5 separate regions of the Mus musculus genome follow, and regions 2, 3, 4 and 5 are each linked to region 1. The links are chromatin contacts, called in public HiChIP or PLAC-seq and promoter capture Hi-C maps. All regions are on one chromosome and are shown on one strand. Each heading gives the region's core, a stretch centred on a gene start, on an enhancer-like site or on the middle of the called end of the contact. The rest is flanking DNA. Distances are from core to core; before and after follow the strand shown. Region 1 holds the start of Poldip3 (polymerase (DNA-directed), delta interacting protein 3). Region 2 holds the start of Nup50 (nucleoporin 50). Region 3 holds the start of Polr3h (polymerase (RNA) III (DNA directed) polypeptide H). Region 4 holds the start of Pmm1 (phosphomannomutase 1). Region 5 holds the start of Ccdc134 (coiled-coil domain containing 134).

Region 1 (2,868 bases), core at 123-2,622:
TGTTACTGTCTTCAAACATAGCAGAAGAGAGTACATCAGATCTCATTACAGATGGTTGTGAGCCACCATGCTGCTGGGAATTGAACTCAGGACCTCTGGAAGAGCAGTTGGTGTCTTAACTGCTGAGCCATCTCTCCAGCCCCAGGAAAACAGTTCCTGACACCTACAGCAGTGTATCTATATGCCTGCTGACCACGGGCCGACTTAACCACTTTTTCACCTGCACATTTATAAAAGCTAGAAATGGCTATCGATGTTTAAGAGTATGTTGAGTCTGACTGTCTCACTTAAGACATCAGGGCATACATCCATGAATGCCAATGCCACCCTCTTGGAACTGTTTTGTCTGTCTTTGCCTGAGGCCAACTCAGTTGGGGCACTCGGTGGCCTTGGGAAAGTCTTTCTCTCTGGCTCCAGCTTTCCCGTTTGTGAAATGCGGAATAAAATAGTTAAGCAACAGCGGAGCGCCTGGAGCACCAGCTACTCAAGAGACTGAGGCAGGAGGATGGATTTGAGATCAGGAGTTCCTGGATAACATGGAGGACGCCGGCTCTCAAAACGGAAACAAACTGGCCTGTCATCTCAGCCCTTGAGAAACGGGAGGAGGAGGGAGACTCTTGGCGTTTTAAGGCCAGCCTCGGAGACGCAGCGAGTTCGAGGCTCGCTCCGGCTATGTGAAAGCCGGCCTCAAGAGAAAACAAAACGATCAGACAACCATTACAGATATCACAGTGAAAGGAACAAGGCGTCTCGCCTATGAAAGAGCTCTTTGCTTAAAACGGGTCGGGCTAAGCACCGTGGCATAGGAGAACCAGCAGAACTGGCCATAAACAGCTCTGGGCTGGCGGCTCCTCCGCTCAACTTCCGCCCTCTTAACTCCCAGGACCTAAAGGCCGAGCGGAGACGGCGCCACCGTGGTCCCCCCGGACCCGATCCTCCGGGGAGCAAGGCCCTGGCCCGCCCAGCCCTCGGCTCGCCTGCGATCGGGCCTCCCGGGCCTCCCGGGCCCAGCAGCCAGTGGACCGACCAGCAGCTGGGCCCGCGCGGCCGGGCCAATAAGGAGCGCGGCGGACGCAGGGGGCGGGCGCAAGCGGCGTCGCCCCCCGGAGCCGCTCCCTCCTCCGCCCCCGAACCCCAAGAAGCAGCGAGGCCCCTACGAGCCTCGAGGAAAAGGGAAAGGGCCGCTCACCGTCCCTTGGCCGCCGTCCCGCGCTTCCGGATGAGCTCGTCCAGCGAGAGATCGGCCATCTTGCGGCGCGCAGCTAGCGGAGAACGGAGGAGAAGCCGACTGCGGCGAGCCCGCCCCGCGGCCGGAGTCAAGAGCGGCTTCCGGCAACCCGGACGGCCAACTCTCGCGACAGCTCAAACGAAAAGCTCGAGACGGAAGGGGTGGAGCCTCTCTCCCCGTGAGCCTTTGCGGTGCTCGCTTCTAATTTGCATGGAGGAGTCCGGAGCCTTATGGGCTCTCTCTCCCCCCTCCTCCTTTTGCTAATGAGGAATTAGAATTATATCGATCATAAACCATTAAAAAGCATTATCAAGAGGACAAGTCTTTTAGTCATACAGCCGATCGGACACTCACCATACTTGTAATGAGAATATAATTTCTTACCCCTGAGGAACGTAGACACGTTCCTCATGCCTTAAACTTATGAGTAAGGAAAATAACGATTCGGGGTGACGCCCGAGTCCTCACTGCTTATGTGAGAAGAATTTTTGAGCGGGTATAGGTTGCAATCTGAGGCGACCCGCCTACTTTGCGGGATGCCTGGGTGACGCGATCTGCCCGACCCCCTAATTCTACAAGAATAGAAAGCTTAGCAGCTCCTCTGAATGGTTGCTCTCAGGTGCTAGTGGTTGCAAGTCGTATGTTGATGCCTGCCTTTGCCCTACCTGGTGTGTGAGCGTGAGCGCGCCCCACCTCTCCAGCCTCTCTCTTACTGTTTTTCAGACAAGATGGGACTGTTGTTCTCCTACTGCTATGTACCTCAATTTCAATTGATCATGCCTGGACATAACTGCCCATGTTGTAAGGTCGTCTACGTTGTAAGGTCGTGCTCAGTTTCTGATGCCTAGACTAGTCACCTTTCCGTTTGCCTCCTGACTGTGTAAATGAGGCAAATGAAGGTGGTCTCTTAACTGACATGTTAGTGTTTGACCTATGGGATAGTTTCTCATTGTTGAGACAGAATTTCTAGAAGCTGGTCCGCTGAGCGGCTAAGAGCACTTGCTGATATTGCAAAGGATCTACCTGGGTTTGGTTCTCAGCACTCACATGGAAGTTCACATGTAACTCCAGTGCCAGGAGATTCAATGCCTTCTTGACCTCCCAGGCTATTGCATACATATACATACATACATACATACATACATACATACATACATATATGTGTATACAGGCAAAACACTCATAAACATAAAAATAGATAATTTTTTCAAAAATAAAAACATGATGCTCTTGGGTCAGTTTCTCATGTTCCCTTGAAAATGTACATGTTGGGGCTGGTGAGATGGCTCAGTGGGTAAGAGCACCCGACTGCTCTTCCGCAGGTCCAGAGTTCAAATCCCAGCAACCACATGGTGGCTCACAACCATCCGCAACAAGATCTGACTCCCTCTTCTGGAGTGTCTGAAGACAGCTACAGTGTACTTACATATATTAATAAAATAAATCTAAAAAAAAAAAAAAAACTATCTGCCATATGGAACATTTAAAAAAAATGTACATGTTATGAAAGGAAGGCCTTCCTAAGAGACAAGAATCAGTTTCCCACAAGAATATTCACGAGCTTGGCTCAGGAATCCCAGGCTACTAGTTTGAAATGCCCTATGACTGAGGCTTTGGCAAAGTGGGGACTTTGATCAACC
Region 2 (2,868 bases), core at 95-2,594, 1.8 Mb after region 1:
CCTCTTGCCTCAGCCTTCCAGTAACTGTGACTTTAGTTGAAAATGCCCATGACCTGACTGACTTCAGATACTTAAATTATCTCTGGAGTACTTATAGCACTAAATATGACGTTAACGACATAGCTGAAATGTGTAGAGAATGACAAGAAAAATACCTTGCATGTATTTAACACAAATTTTCAGAAGACACTTCATTGGCAGTCAGTTGAATCAAGAACAAATGTGTGCATTAAATGCGATCTGGCTTTTTCTCTTTCACTCTGCTGGATCTGGGGGAACTGAATTTAGGGCTTTCCTCGTGCTAGCCAAGTACTCTACCACCGTGCCAGCTAGTCTCCTTTTGCAGTTCTTGCAGATCGATGGATGAAACACCCTGAAAATAAGGGACTTGACTTCTCCCTTGGAACCCCCTTTGTCCTCTCTCAAAAGTTTGGAACTATTGCTCTAGAAATGCTAGTTTCTCTGAGACCCGTTTCCGGATGGTTAAGGATGGGTCTGACATTCTGGTTCACATTCTCGTTAAAACTCAAGCAGAAGAATTAGACCAACCGGAATCCCTTCTTAAACAACTGAACCGCTTTAGAGTGCTGTAGTCAGCTAAAAGCACACAAAACACGAGTCCTGGTCCAGGACGCATACGGTTCGTCCCGCAGCTGAATCCCTCCGGGGACTTCATCTCCTGTGGGCCCTAGCTGGTCCTGCAGCTTGGGGCAAATTTACAGCTCCCAACGAGGAAATCTGTGGACATCTATCATAAAGCAGCAATTGGGGCAGGTGACCTTTAGAGTCCGTCCCGCAGGGCTCTCCAGCCCCATGTCGGGAAGAGCTACCACAAGCTTCCAAGTCTCCGCAGACTGAGATCCACCCTCCCCAAGGCCCGTCCACGTGAGAATCACGTTGCACCCGCCTCGTGCTCCCCCCAGATCCACGGCCAGTCTCCTCAGCCACCCACCACACCATCGGAGGCCTCCAAAGTCACTGACCACAACGCCTCCCGCTAGTGTCTCGGCAGCGATTGGCGCGCGAACCTCCTCAAACTGGGACGGCGGCCGACACGTGACCAACGTGCTTAACCCGCGTTTGACAGTGGCTTTGGCTCCCGGCCCGCTGCCCGCGCTCCCTGTGCGCACGCGCGAGCTCCAATGGTCCTCCCGGCGACTGTTTCTAGGGCGGGCTTGCGCATGCGCCGCGCGACCCAAGTGGCCCTCAGGAGAAGGGGCCGGCGGCGGAGGCTCCGACGCGCATGCGCAGTAGCTGGATGCGGGCGTCGCTTGCCTCTTCCCCCTCCCCCTCTCTTTTCCCTCCGATTGGTTCGGAGGCGTCCATTCGAGTTACAAGATGGCGGCCCCGGGCGCTCTCTTCACCGTTCTGTAGCAGCTTCGGGCTGAGCGGATGTCTCTTCTTGTCCTCAGTGTCGGACTCAGAGACACACGGCTCCCGAGTTCTGCTGATCACGAAGTTCCCGGAGGCGCTCGACGCACCGGAATCTCCCAGCGGCCGCGACCGCCGCCTCGGCCCTGCTCGCCGCGGCGCCGGGACTCCAGCGTGATCGGCGGCGGCAGTCAAGGTAGGTGAGGGCCGGGCAGGCCAGGAGGGCGGGGCGGCGGCCGCCTTGGCGACGCGGCGGGCTGTTTGTGAAGCCGGACCGGGCCGGGCCTGCCGGGCGAGCCGCCTGGCAGTGGAAGGCTCGGCTGAGCGCGGGCCTCGGCCCCAGCGGAGGTAGGCGGCGGTGGCAGGGCCGCCCTGGCCCAACCCTGGCTGGCCTTCGCCCCTTACATGTCGTCTCCCCGGCTGTTCGGTCCCCCGGTGCCCTCACCGAGTTTCCAGGCCGTTGGTCACCCGGGTTCGTCCAGGGCCACTTTTGAGGTTTGGGCTTTTCCGGGGCGTTATAGTGACCTCGATCGGCTCCTGGTGTTTTCCTGTGAAAGTCATCTCTTGACCGCAGAGTTGTGCGGGTGCGCACACCGCAGGAAGCGGCCCGATCGTGAATAATTCACACACACACACACACACACACACACACACCATCACCATCCCCTGTCAACACACACACACACCCCGTCCCCCGGCAACTTCCTAGCTTCATATCTTAAAAGCATTTCGTGGAGCCATTTTACCCACAAACGCAGACATTTGGCAAAGTCTTCCGGGCAGCTGTTGTAAGTCATTTATTACAGGGATTAAATTTCCCCGGTAACATATTGGTAGAAGCTTATCTAGTACGTACGAGACCCTGGATCCTGTCCCCACCGCTTTAAAAGAAAAATAAAACAGAAAAGCTTTAATAACAACAATAATAGCTGGCAGATAAGTCTCAAGTGCCAGGCCTTGTTCCAGATAATTTGCAGAGTTGTGTTTAACTATGGAATGTGAAATAAGTAGGTATTTGGTGCTTTAAAAAAAAAAGTATGTATCTCCTATGTTGGCCTTGAACTTGTTCTATGGCTTAGACTGGCCTCAAACTGTCATCCTGCTTCAGCCTCCCTCTACCATCACCCGGGTTGGTGAAATGTGTTTTAAAAGTTTAGCCTATAGTAGTAGTTACTTTTCCCTCTACAGCTTTTGAGTTTTGGAGTAAAAATAGGGGTTATTTTTGTTACTATTTTGACAGGACACTTCCTCTGTTTGAGGCACTCTTCTAAGCTATGCCATCTTAGTTTTCATAGCAGTCCCTCTGTCCCACAGATAATCATTCGCCAAACCCGATTGCCCAGGCTCGCTCAGCTTGTCCTGGAAGCTAGCAATAGCATCTTGTATTTTCTCAAATAAGTAATGCCTCGGACCACTGAATCAACAACAGATCTATGAGCCAGGTAGGTTTGGGACATTTTAGAGTCATCAGGAAACAAAACTAGAATTCCTGGCCTC
Region 3 (2,868 bases), core at 152-2,651, 1.2 Mb before region 1:
ACTCCCCTGTTCCCCACTCTGTGAATGCCTGTCCTTCATGGCATTTACCCCAGCTCATTACAACAAGACATTCTCAAGCCAACTTCTTCTCACTAGGCTACAAGGGCAGAGCCTGTGTCTCCCATTGGAGAGAGTGAAAGTCCGAGAAGGCCCCTGTAGTCATAGAAAGGGAAACACAGTAACCAAATGAATACAAGAAAGGGGCTACTGAGCTGGCTCAGCCGGTACAGCTGCCTCCCTCTAAAGCTGAAAGCTGAGTTCAATTCTAGAGACCCGCACGCTTATCCTCTCACCTCTACTCTCACACTGTGGGCAACACAGATAACACAAACCGAGGCCCAGAGAGGGTGACTTGGCCAAGACAACACAGTAATTGAACGAGGAAACAGGCATATTCCAGTTTCTGTTTTACAAACCCATTTTGTACACACGCTCTCTCCGTTTTGTTTTCTGGCAATCCTGAGAACCGAACCAGTGACTCCGCGAATGTCAAGCAAATTCAAGCACTGTTCAGCATCCTGATGCTTTTTGTTTCTTTTGAGGCAGGGTTTCTCCGTTGTAGCCTTGGCTGTTCTAGCACTCCCTCTGTAGACCAGGCTGGCCTCGAATTCACAGAAATCCGCCTGCTTCTGCCTCCTGAGTTATGGGATTAAAGGCATGCGCTACCGCCAGCAGCTTCGGTGCTTTTAATTTGTCTGAGTCAAGGGCTAACTATATTGCCCACGCTGGCCTCGAACACAGGATCGTCAAAAAGCCTCAATAGCCAAGAAGCTCGGATTACGGGTGTGCACTACCTCGCCCGGCCCATTTACTCCCTTGTGTACACGTTGTCACCCAAGTCTGGTTTATAAGGATGCGAAGGAAAAAAACCCCGACATGAAGTTAAGTGTGCAAGGCCAAGGGTGAACCAGGCGATAGCCAGACTAGCAGTGGGACCGGTAGGGACACTGCCGGGCAGCCCGAGGGCCCAGTACCTTGTTGGCCAATTTCTTGTTCAGCTCCTCAGCAATGGAATCGTTGAGTTTCCGCTCAAACTGCCACGGGGGTATGCGCACGGTGTCCACCATCTCCACCAGCACGAACATCCTGCGCTAGGGCTCTGGAGACCGGAGAGGCTGCCAAGCACGGGGGCCTGCGAGCTGTGATGGGGTGGGGGGGACCCGAGCCTCCTCCGTCCCTTCTCAGCCTCTGACAAGCCAAACCTGCAGCCGAGCTGCGCGGGAGGGCCTGGGCTCCAATTCTGGAAGCTACGCTCGTCTCCCGGAGGAAACTGAGGCCCGCTCCCGCCAGCCTTGGAGGAGCGCCGGCTCCCCGTCCCCGGATGCCACCCTGGCCTCGTTCCGTCCGCACCACGCGCGGGAGCCACGCGCGTCCAGCAACGCTGCGCTTGCCAAACCAAATCAACTCAGCTTCCGGAAAACTGACCAATAAGAAGCATCTGCCCGCCCCTGCGGGTCGCAGAGCTTCGCGAGGCTCCCGTGAGGGGCGGGGCCGGAAGGTGGGCGGGGCCGCCAGCACTCTCCCGCAAGTGAGAGAAGAGGGGCGGGGTAGAGTGCCGAAAGGGCGGGGCCCCATCCTGAAGCAAGCCAACCCCGGGCCCCTGAGAGAGTCTGGTTGCTAGGCGACAAGTCTGCACTTCAAGCCTGATTGTCTTTCTTTTGCACAACAGCCAGATAGACCCTTTGAAAATACAAATTTAACACGTTCAAAATAGTCTTTACTCCAGACAAAGTACCCAAGAGAGTGGGCAGAAAAGGGTCGCCGGGCCTTCCTGGATGATGTCATTTTAAGTGGTGCATTTGATGGATATGCTCACCAAAGCTCAGCACACAAAGCTTAAACAGCTGAAACAGACTCACGCTTGTAATACCAGCGCAAGAGAGGGTGAGGCTGGACAATCACTGCAAGTTCAAGACCAGCCTGAGTTACCAAATGAGATCCTGTGGCCGGGCAGTGCTGGCGCACGCCTTTAATCCCAGCATTTGGGAGGCAGAGGCAGGCGAATTTCTGAATTCGAGGCCAGCTTGGTCTACAGAGTGAGTTCCAGGACAGCCAGGGCTACACAGAAAAACTCTGTCTCGAAAAACCAAAAAGAAACAAAAAACAAAAAACACAGATCAGCTACATAGTGAATTCAAGTCTAGCCTGAGGTACAAAAGACTTTTTGTTTGTTTGAGACTCTTTCTAAAAAGAAAAAGGGGGGTGCCTAACAATGATGGTGACACACGTCTTTAATCCTAGCACTTGGGAGGCAGAGGCAAACGGATCTCAGAGTTTGAGGCCAGCCCAGTCTACAGAGCAAGTTTCTGGACAACCAGGACTGAACAGAATAATCCTGTCTCAAAAAAACAAAATAGAAAAATTTTCTTGCTGCACACTTTTAATCCCAGCAGTTGGGAGGGGCAGAGACTGTCAAATTTCTGAGAGTTAAGACAAACCTGGTCTACCAAGAGAGTACAAGATAGTCAAGGCTATACAGAACACACTCCCTCCCCCACCCAAAAAAAAAATGAGGAGAAAAAAAATAAGGCATTTTGGGCTGGGCGTTGATGGCACACACCTTTCATCCAAACAATTAGAATGCAGAGGCAGGAGGATCTCTCTGAATTCGAATTTGAGGCCAGCCTGGTCTACAAAGCAAGCTGCAGGACAGACAGGGCTACACAGAGAAACCCAGTCTCATAACACATGTAAGACAACAGTGTGCCTTTCTAGAAACAAAGTATTTCAGGGAATTGACAGGAGAGGTAAGAATTGATTAGCAATGATCTTCATAATATCAGTAAGTAACTTGTTTTACATTTCTATGTATATGAAGTGTTTTGCCTGCATCTGTGTGTGTGTGTGTGTGTGTGTGTGTGTGAGAGA
Region 4 (2,868 bases), core at 230-2,729, 1.2 Mb before region 1:
ACTGCAGGGCAGTGGTGGCGGATGCTTTTAATCCCAGCACTTGGGAGGCAGAGGCAGGCAGATTTCTGAGTTCGAGGCCAGCCTGGTCTACAGAGTGAGTTCCAGGGCAGCCAGGGCTATACAGAGAAACCCTGTCTCAAAAAAACCAAAACAAGAAAAAAGAAGAAGAAAAAAAAAAGCATTAAGCTTTTCTAGTAAGCATTAAGTCTGTCTAGTAGTAGACAAATTGACAGGCGGTTCTTGTTCAGGCCTTGCCAAGTCAGTGCAGCACAAGGATCAGGCATGCCTAGGCTAGACCACCTCCTTTCCAATCCTGCATCTTCCTGATCCACCTCTGCTGGATGGAAAGAAAGATGCCCGATTCCTTCTGGAGAGTGGAAGGCCTACCAGGAAGCTAAGACTTAGGTTCACACGGGCTTCTGCCCAGTAGCTCGGCCCCCCACCCCCATTTCTGCTCTGATCATCCCGGTGATCCCAAAGGTAGAAGGATGGGTGAGAACGACCCAGGATGACTCGAAGGGAGAAAAACTAGGTATGGCTAAAGACTGGAGGGTGAACTATAAAGTGCAGACAGGAGAATGCACTCCCATTTTTTACAGTGCTTCTATTGTAAACAGACTAGCCCTGGGGCCTTTCACCTTCACATGGGTGGAACCAAAAGGATACCAATAACAAAAACCAAAACTCATCAGAAAAGCAGCTCTCTTTCCCTCCAACTCCAGGTGGAAGGTAAACAAACATCCTAAGAGGCTTAAGGAGCTAAACCCAGTTTTAGGCCTATGGACGCCAGAGTGCAAAGACTCAGAGATCTTCCTTGCCCTCAGTAGAGGGCGACCGTGGGCTTAGAAGCGCACGGAGCTCTGCCTGGAACGCCGCGTTCTCACGCTAGCTTGAGGACGGACTAGTTGTGCATCCTAGGGCTAAAATGGGGTAAGACCACCCCAGAGCCCAGCCTGGGCCTGTGCAAGCCTGGAACTGGGGATACCCGCCCTATCGCCCATAGACGCTCCTCCCGGAGGCTGGATACAGCATCTGCGCTCCCGGCAGGAACGTGGATGCCAACCCGCGCGGGGAGCGCTGAGGCCTGGAAGGCCGAGAGGGCCTGGGTCCCATCTCCTCGGTGACAGGAGCCGGTACCACTGCACTCCACGTTTCCGACAGGGTCGCGCAGGTGTCTGCGTTGACATGGCAGTGACGGCTTCACGCTGGGTCACGGATGCCGGCGTGACTCTGGGCGGGAGCTTTGGAACCTCGAGGCCCTTACCTGGCGAGCTGGCGTGAGGGTCCCGTCCACGTCAAACAGGCAGAGGATGCGCTCTTTCCTGCGGGCGCCCTCGACGGCGACTGCCATGGCTGTAGCTCCGCGCGCCAAGCGCTGTCGCTGCAGCCACCGCCAGGGTCGCGTGCGACAGAGGCCGGGCGGGGCCGGGGCGGGGCCAGCTGCGCAGCACGGGGAGGAGCAGTGGCCATCGGCCCTCCCGCGAGGGGGCGGGGCCTGCGGCGCCGAAAGAAGAGTACAGGCACCTAGGATTGAGGGGCGTGGCAGTAGGCGGGGTCAGAGTCCTCGTACCCGACGGAGATAGGAACCGGCGGGAAAAGGGGTTGAACCGGAAGACAGTGTCGGGCCAGCGGGTTGAGGTTGATCTCAGGGCGCTCCCTACGGTGGGGGGGGGGGGGGGTTGGGGGGCAAGGGCGGGACTCAGAGCCTTCTGCTTGTGATTCCCAAGGTTAGTAGGACGAAGGTATTGCCTTGTCATCTTGAGCTTGAAGTCTCAGGGAGAACCCGGCGTGCTGGCTCACCTGTGATCCAGCCCTTCTGAGGCAGAGGCCCTTATCTACAAAACAAGTTCCGGGCCAGCCAGGGCTACATACTCTGTTTTGTTTTGTTTTTTCAAAACAAGAGTTTCCCTTTGTAGCCTTGACAGCCTTGGATAAGACCCTATTTTTTAAAACAAAACAAACAACAAAAAAAGGGAGGGGGAGAGAGAGAAGGAAGAAAAGAGAAAAATATCCCATGATGGCTTTTACCTACTGTGAGAAATGTTTGTTGCTTTTTTTTTTTTTCCAATCAAAAGTAACCTACTAAGGGCCAATATGCCATAAATCTCTAACTTGTAAGCTTTTATGCGAGTCTTTTTTGTTGTGTTATTTTGTCGTGTGTGCCTGGGGTGATGTGCACTAAGTACATGCAGGAGCCCACCTAAGTCAGGATGGAAGTGAGTGTCAGATCCTCTGGACCTGGAATTACCCACAGTTGTGAGCTTCCTTGTAGGTGCTGGGTGTCAAATCCCTGATCCTCTGCAGGAGGCCAGAAGAAAGCTTCAGATTCCTAGTTCTGGAGGTACAAGCAGTTGTAAGCTGCCCAGTATGGGTGCTGAGAATTGAACTCAGGTCCTCAGTAAGAGTAATAAGTGGAGCACGCCTTTAATATCAGCACTCAGGAGGCAGAGGCAGGCGGATTTCTGATTTCGAGGCCAGCCTGGTCTACAAAGTGAGTTCCAGGACAGCCAGGACTACACAGAGAAACCCTGTCTCTAAAAAACCAAAACCAAAAAAAAAAAAAAAAAGACATCATGCCAGGAACAGATCTAGGGCAAGGTTTATTGGGGAAATGGAGTGGGAACATGAGAGGGAGAGAGAAATAAAGACAGACAGACAGACAGAATAAGCAAGTGAGAGAGAATCATGGTGTTCAGAGATGTTCAGAAGTACCTTTTTTAAAAAAGGTTTATTTACTTATATGAGTACACTGTAGCTGTCTTCAGACATACCAGAAATGGTCATCAGATGGTTGTGAGCCACCATGTGGTTGCTGGGATTTGAACTCAGGACCTTCGGAAGAGCAGCAGTGCTCTTAACCGCTGAGCC
Region 5 (2,868 bases), core at 100-2,599, 1.0 Mb before region 1:
GCTCTGTTTCTCTTTTATTCTCCTCTCATGATTCACGCCAGCTGCCTCGGAGGTGTGTCTGTTTCCCAGGCTCACATCAGAGGCTGAGCCTCAGGACATAAAGGCCCAGAAACAGAAAACAATGAGACCTGCAGACAAATTCCGGGCATAATGGTTGAGGGGGAAAACAATATCAAGCCTCTCTCTGGAGCTATTTTACACCACAGTGGAAATGGAATTGGGAAATAAAATAATGCATTAACATTCCTGTGTGCACTTTCACTCTGAGCTCATCTTCCTGGAACTTGTTCCTCAGCTACACAGCTGGACACTGGCTTGTTTCCGCAAATGATGGAGACAGACTGGAGAGTGAGAGCATTTAAGGAGCATGTGCACCAGGCAGTAGTGGCACACGCCTTTAATCCCAGAACTTGGGAGGCAGAGGCAGGCGGATTTCTGAGTTCAAGGCCAGCCTGGTCTACAGAGTGAGTTCCAGGACAGCCAGGGCTATACAGAGAAACCCTGTCTCAGAAAACCAAGGGTTGGGGCCTGAGCATGTGCAAAGTGCTTCATAGTTGTACATAGAGAACATGAAGAACCCCTGAGCTGGGAAGGCCCCAACATCAAGGGCCCCAAGCCTTGTGGTTGGACTTTGGAGAAGCACTTCACCTCAAGTGGACATGGGAAGAGGTACAAATCTCAGGGGGGAATAAAATCAAACCCACTTCAGCCTCTCTGGCTCAAGCCTTTTCTATACTCACGTGGGCAATGGTCATTTAACGTCTACCATCGCCGGCTACTGGCAGAAAACTCTGCCCGCACCTGTTTGTATATCAGCCCAGCCTGGGCTTTGCGTCCTAACTGGCCACTCCGCCGGTCTTCCCCGGATCTAGCTGTCCTGACACCCTCAATCCCTACCCCGGAGCAAAACAGAATGTCTACGAACAGAGGAAGAACTCTGGTTTAGAAATCAGTGAACTGGATGGACAAGTCGGGGTTGCCCGTGCTCCGCACTACCATAGGTTATGCTGGTTCCTTAAAAAGTTCTTTGGATCTTGCGAGCTGAGGTTTAAAATAGACTCAGATGAGACATCAGGCACTACGCTAAAAGCGCCGGGCAGCAAGGGTTTCGGGCCGCGGTTTGCTGACGCGCTTTCAGCAGGGTAAGGGCCCCATCGTAGCTTAACTTCCTCCAACTCCACCAGAACCGAGATCATCAGCGTGCCGGGCGACGGCTTCTCCCAGGACCACGCCGTGGCTGACAGCTGCAGCGACACGCGCCAGAGCACAGCGGGGCGGGGCCGGAAGTGAGGTCAGCGGAGCGCGGCGTTCGCGGCCCGGTCTCATTGGTCAGGAGCAGCGCAGTAGGTGGGCCGGCCGCTTGTCGGTCTCCTAGCACTGCTGGCCGGTTGCTGTAGAGTTCCGCGCCTTGCCAGAGTTGGGTGCTTCCGGCTGCTCGCCAAGGGGCTGCTCCCTTCTCCCTGCACCGCCGGCCGGGGTAGGTAGTGGTGGGGGTGCCGGACTGTACTGTAGGCTTCTTGGGAGGGGAGTGCGGAGCCCCCCGCACTGCGTACGGGTTCGGGACTCGGACACCTAGAAAGGCTCGCTTGCCCCTCCGAAGCTCCAAGGCGCGGAACCAAAACCCCCGCCCGGCCACTACCACAGGCTCTACAAGACGAGTTCGGAGTCGCTTGCCGAGTCTGAAAGAGCGCTGGGGACGCTTGGGACAGAAGCGAGATTTAGAGGCCGAAGAGTAGAGTATCAGTCATGAAAACCAGACCTGTCCCCCGCGGTCCGCTACTTTGCTTTCCCACGTTTGTCCTGCTTGAGTTATCCTAGGTTGTCTGGTAAATTTGTTTCCCTAAGTTTTGCTGTGGCCTGGTTCAAGTTCGCTTGGGTTCTGGAACATGAGACGGAAGGTGGACGGTCCTGGATAATCTTTGTTCTGTAGATTTCTGCTGTCCCGGCTCCGTGGGGGCAGGGGTTCTCCTAAGGATCTCTCCCAGAGCATCTCAAATTCTGGGTGGGGGTGTGGCCAGCTTTGATATGAGATGCCCTGTGCTTATTTAGAGACAAGACACAGTGCACTGAACTGAGAGTAAGACTCCTGGCTCAGCCTAGGAACAGCTGTAAGACTCTGAATAGTAACTTTTTTTTTTTTGTCCCCCAGTTTCCACATTAGTAAAACAGGGTATCTTTCATCTGAGTATGAGGCCTCTGTTGACTGTCATTTTCCACCCTAGTCTATCCATTTTGGAATTTTAGACAAGGCCTAGATTACTCTCAAACTTAAGGACATTCTCCAGCCTCAACCTCCCAAGTGGTGGGATTAAAGTTATGAGCCACTACTCCCAGCCCCCACATATTAATGTTTCACTTGACCAAATTCTTCTTATCCTTAAAAAAAAAAAAAAAAACAGAGCCAACTGTGTGTGTGTGTGTGTGTGTGTTCCATGTACACCTCAGTATGTGTATGCAGAGGACAGAGATCAATACCAGGTATCTTTAATTGTTCTCTTCCCTATTCGTTGAGACAGGACCTTTTACTGAACCTGGAGCTCCTAGATTCAGCTGGACTAGCTGGCCAGCAAGCTCCAGGAATAGTTGAGTCCCCAACTCCTCAGATCTAGGAGCACAAGCATGCGTTGCACCCAGCTTACTCATGATACTGGGGATCAGACTCGGGCCCTGGTTCGAACTTCACCAACCGAATCCTTTTATGCTTGTATGTTGGTTGATTGTCTCGTACCCATTCAAGCGATAAGGTACAAGTTCAGGGAGTTTGGTTTGCCATACTTCCTGGGTATGTGTTCTCAGCTCTAGAACTGCGTGGAACATTGCTTGAGCAGTAATGGTTGGGCTGTTGTTGGAATTAGGGACAGATGCTGC

Evidence for each region. Promoter capture Hi-C pulls out the DNA fragments that hold promoters and counts their contacts. HiChIP or PLAC-seq counts read pairs in DNA pulled down with a chosen protein or histone mark. Capture Hi-C pulls out chosen DNA fragments and counts their contacts.
Region 2: a contact with region 1 is called in a promoter capture Hi-C map of pre-B cells, with 4 times the contacts expected there. The contact joins the promoter of Nup50 here to the promoter of Poldip3 in region 1. A contact is called at or near these places in 2 of 39 promoter capture datasets (the C10 cell line and pre-B cells), 3 of 115 datasets of contacts at active chromatin or transcription factors (astrocytes, microglia and pancreatic cancer cells) and 1 of 9 other capture datasets (liver).
Region 3: a contact with region 1 is called in a promoter capture Hi-C map of pre-B cells, with 4 times the contacts expected there. The contact joins the promoter of Polr3h here to the promoter of Poldip3 in region 1. A contact is called at or near these places in 5 of 39 promoter capture datasets (the C10 cell line, hematopoietic stem and progenitor cells, liver and 1 more) and 1 of 115 datasets of contacts at active chromatin or transcription factors (pancreatic cancer cells).
Region 4: an HNF4G HiChIP or PLAC-seq map of pancreatic cancer cells shows a contact between it and region 1. The contact joins the promoter of Pmm1 here to the promoter of Poldip3 in region 1. A contact is called at or near these places in 1 of 39 promoter capture datasets (liver) and 2 of 115 datasets of contacts at active chromatin or transcription factors (embryonic stem cells and pancreatic cancer cells).
Region 5: a contact with region 1 is called in a promoter capture Hi-C map of liver, with 3 times the contacts expected there. The contact joins the promoter of Ccdc134 here to the promoter of Poldip3 in region 1. A contact is called at or near these places in 2 of 39 promoter capture datasets (the C10 cell line and the HPC-7 cell line), 7 of 115 datasets of contacts at active chromatin or transcription factors (bone marrow-derived dendritic cells, cardiomyocytes, embryonic stem cells and 3 more) and 1 of 9 other capture datasets (liver).

The regions. Positions count from the first base shown.
Region 1 is chr15:83,148,006-83,150,873 of GRCm38.p6, forward strand. Poldip3 (polymerase (DNA-directed), delta interacting protein 3) reads right to left here and starts at 1,373. Exons shown (of 9, transcript NM_178627.4): 1 at 1,190-1,373. The coding sequence starts at 1,248. Rnu12 (RNA U12, small nuclear) reads left to right here and starts at 1,640; the gene lies at 1,640-1,789.
Region 2 is chr15:84,922,084-84,924,951 of GRCm38.p6, forward strand. It overlaps Nup50 (nucleoporin 50), which reads left to right and starts at 1,345. Exons shown (of 8, transcript NM_016714.2): 1 at 1,345-1,567.
Region 3 is chr15:81,924,812-81,927,679 of GRCm38.p6, forward strand. Polr3h (polymerase (RNA) III (DNA directed) polypeptide H) reads right to left here and starts at 1,402. Exons shown (of 6, transcript NM_030229.4): 1 at 975-1,402. The coding sequence starts at 1,085.
Region 4 is chr15:81,959,451-81,962,318 of GRCm38.p6, forward strand. Pmm1 (phosphomannomutase 1) reads right to left here and starts at 1,480. Exons shown (of 8, transcript NM_013872.4): 1 at 1,265-1,480. The coding sequence starts at 1,351.
Region 5 is chr15:82,126,573-82,129,440 of GRCm38.p6, forward strand. Ccdc134 (coiled-coil domain containing 134) reads left to right here and starts at 1,350. Exons shown (of 7, transcript NM_172428.2): 1 at 1,350-1,477. Mei1 (meiotic double-stranded break formation protein 1) reads left to right here. Exons shown (of 31, transcript NM_028897.3): 31 at 42-242. The coding sequence ends at 87.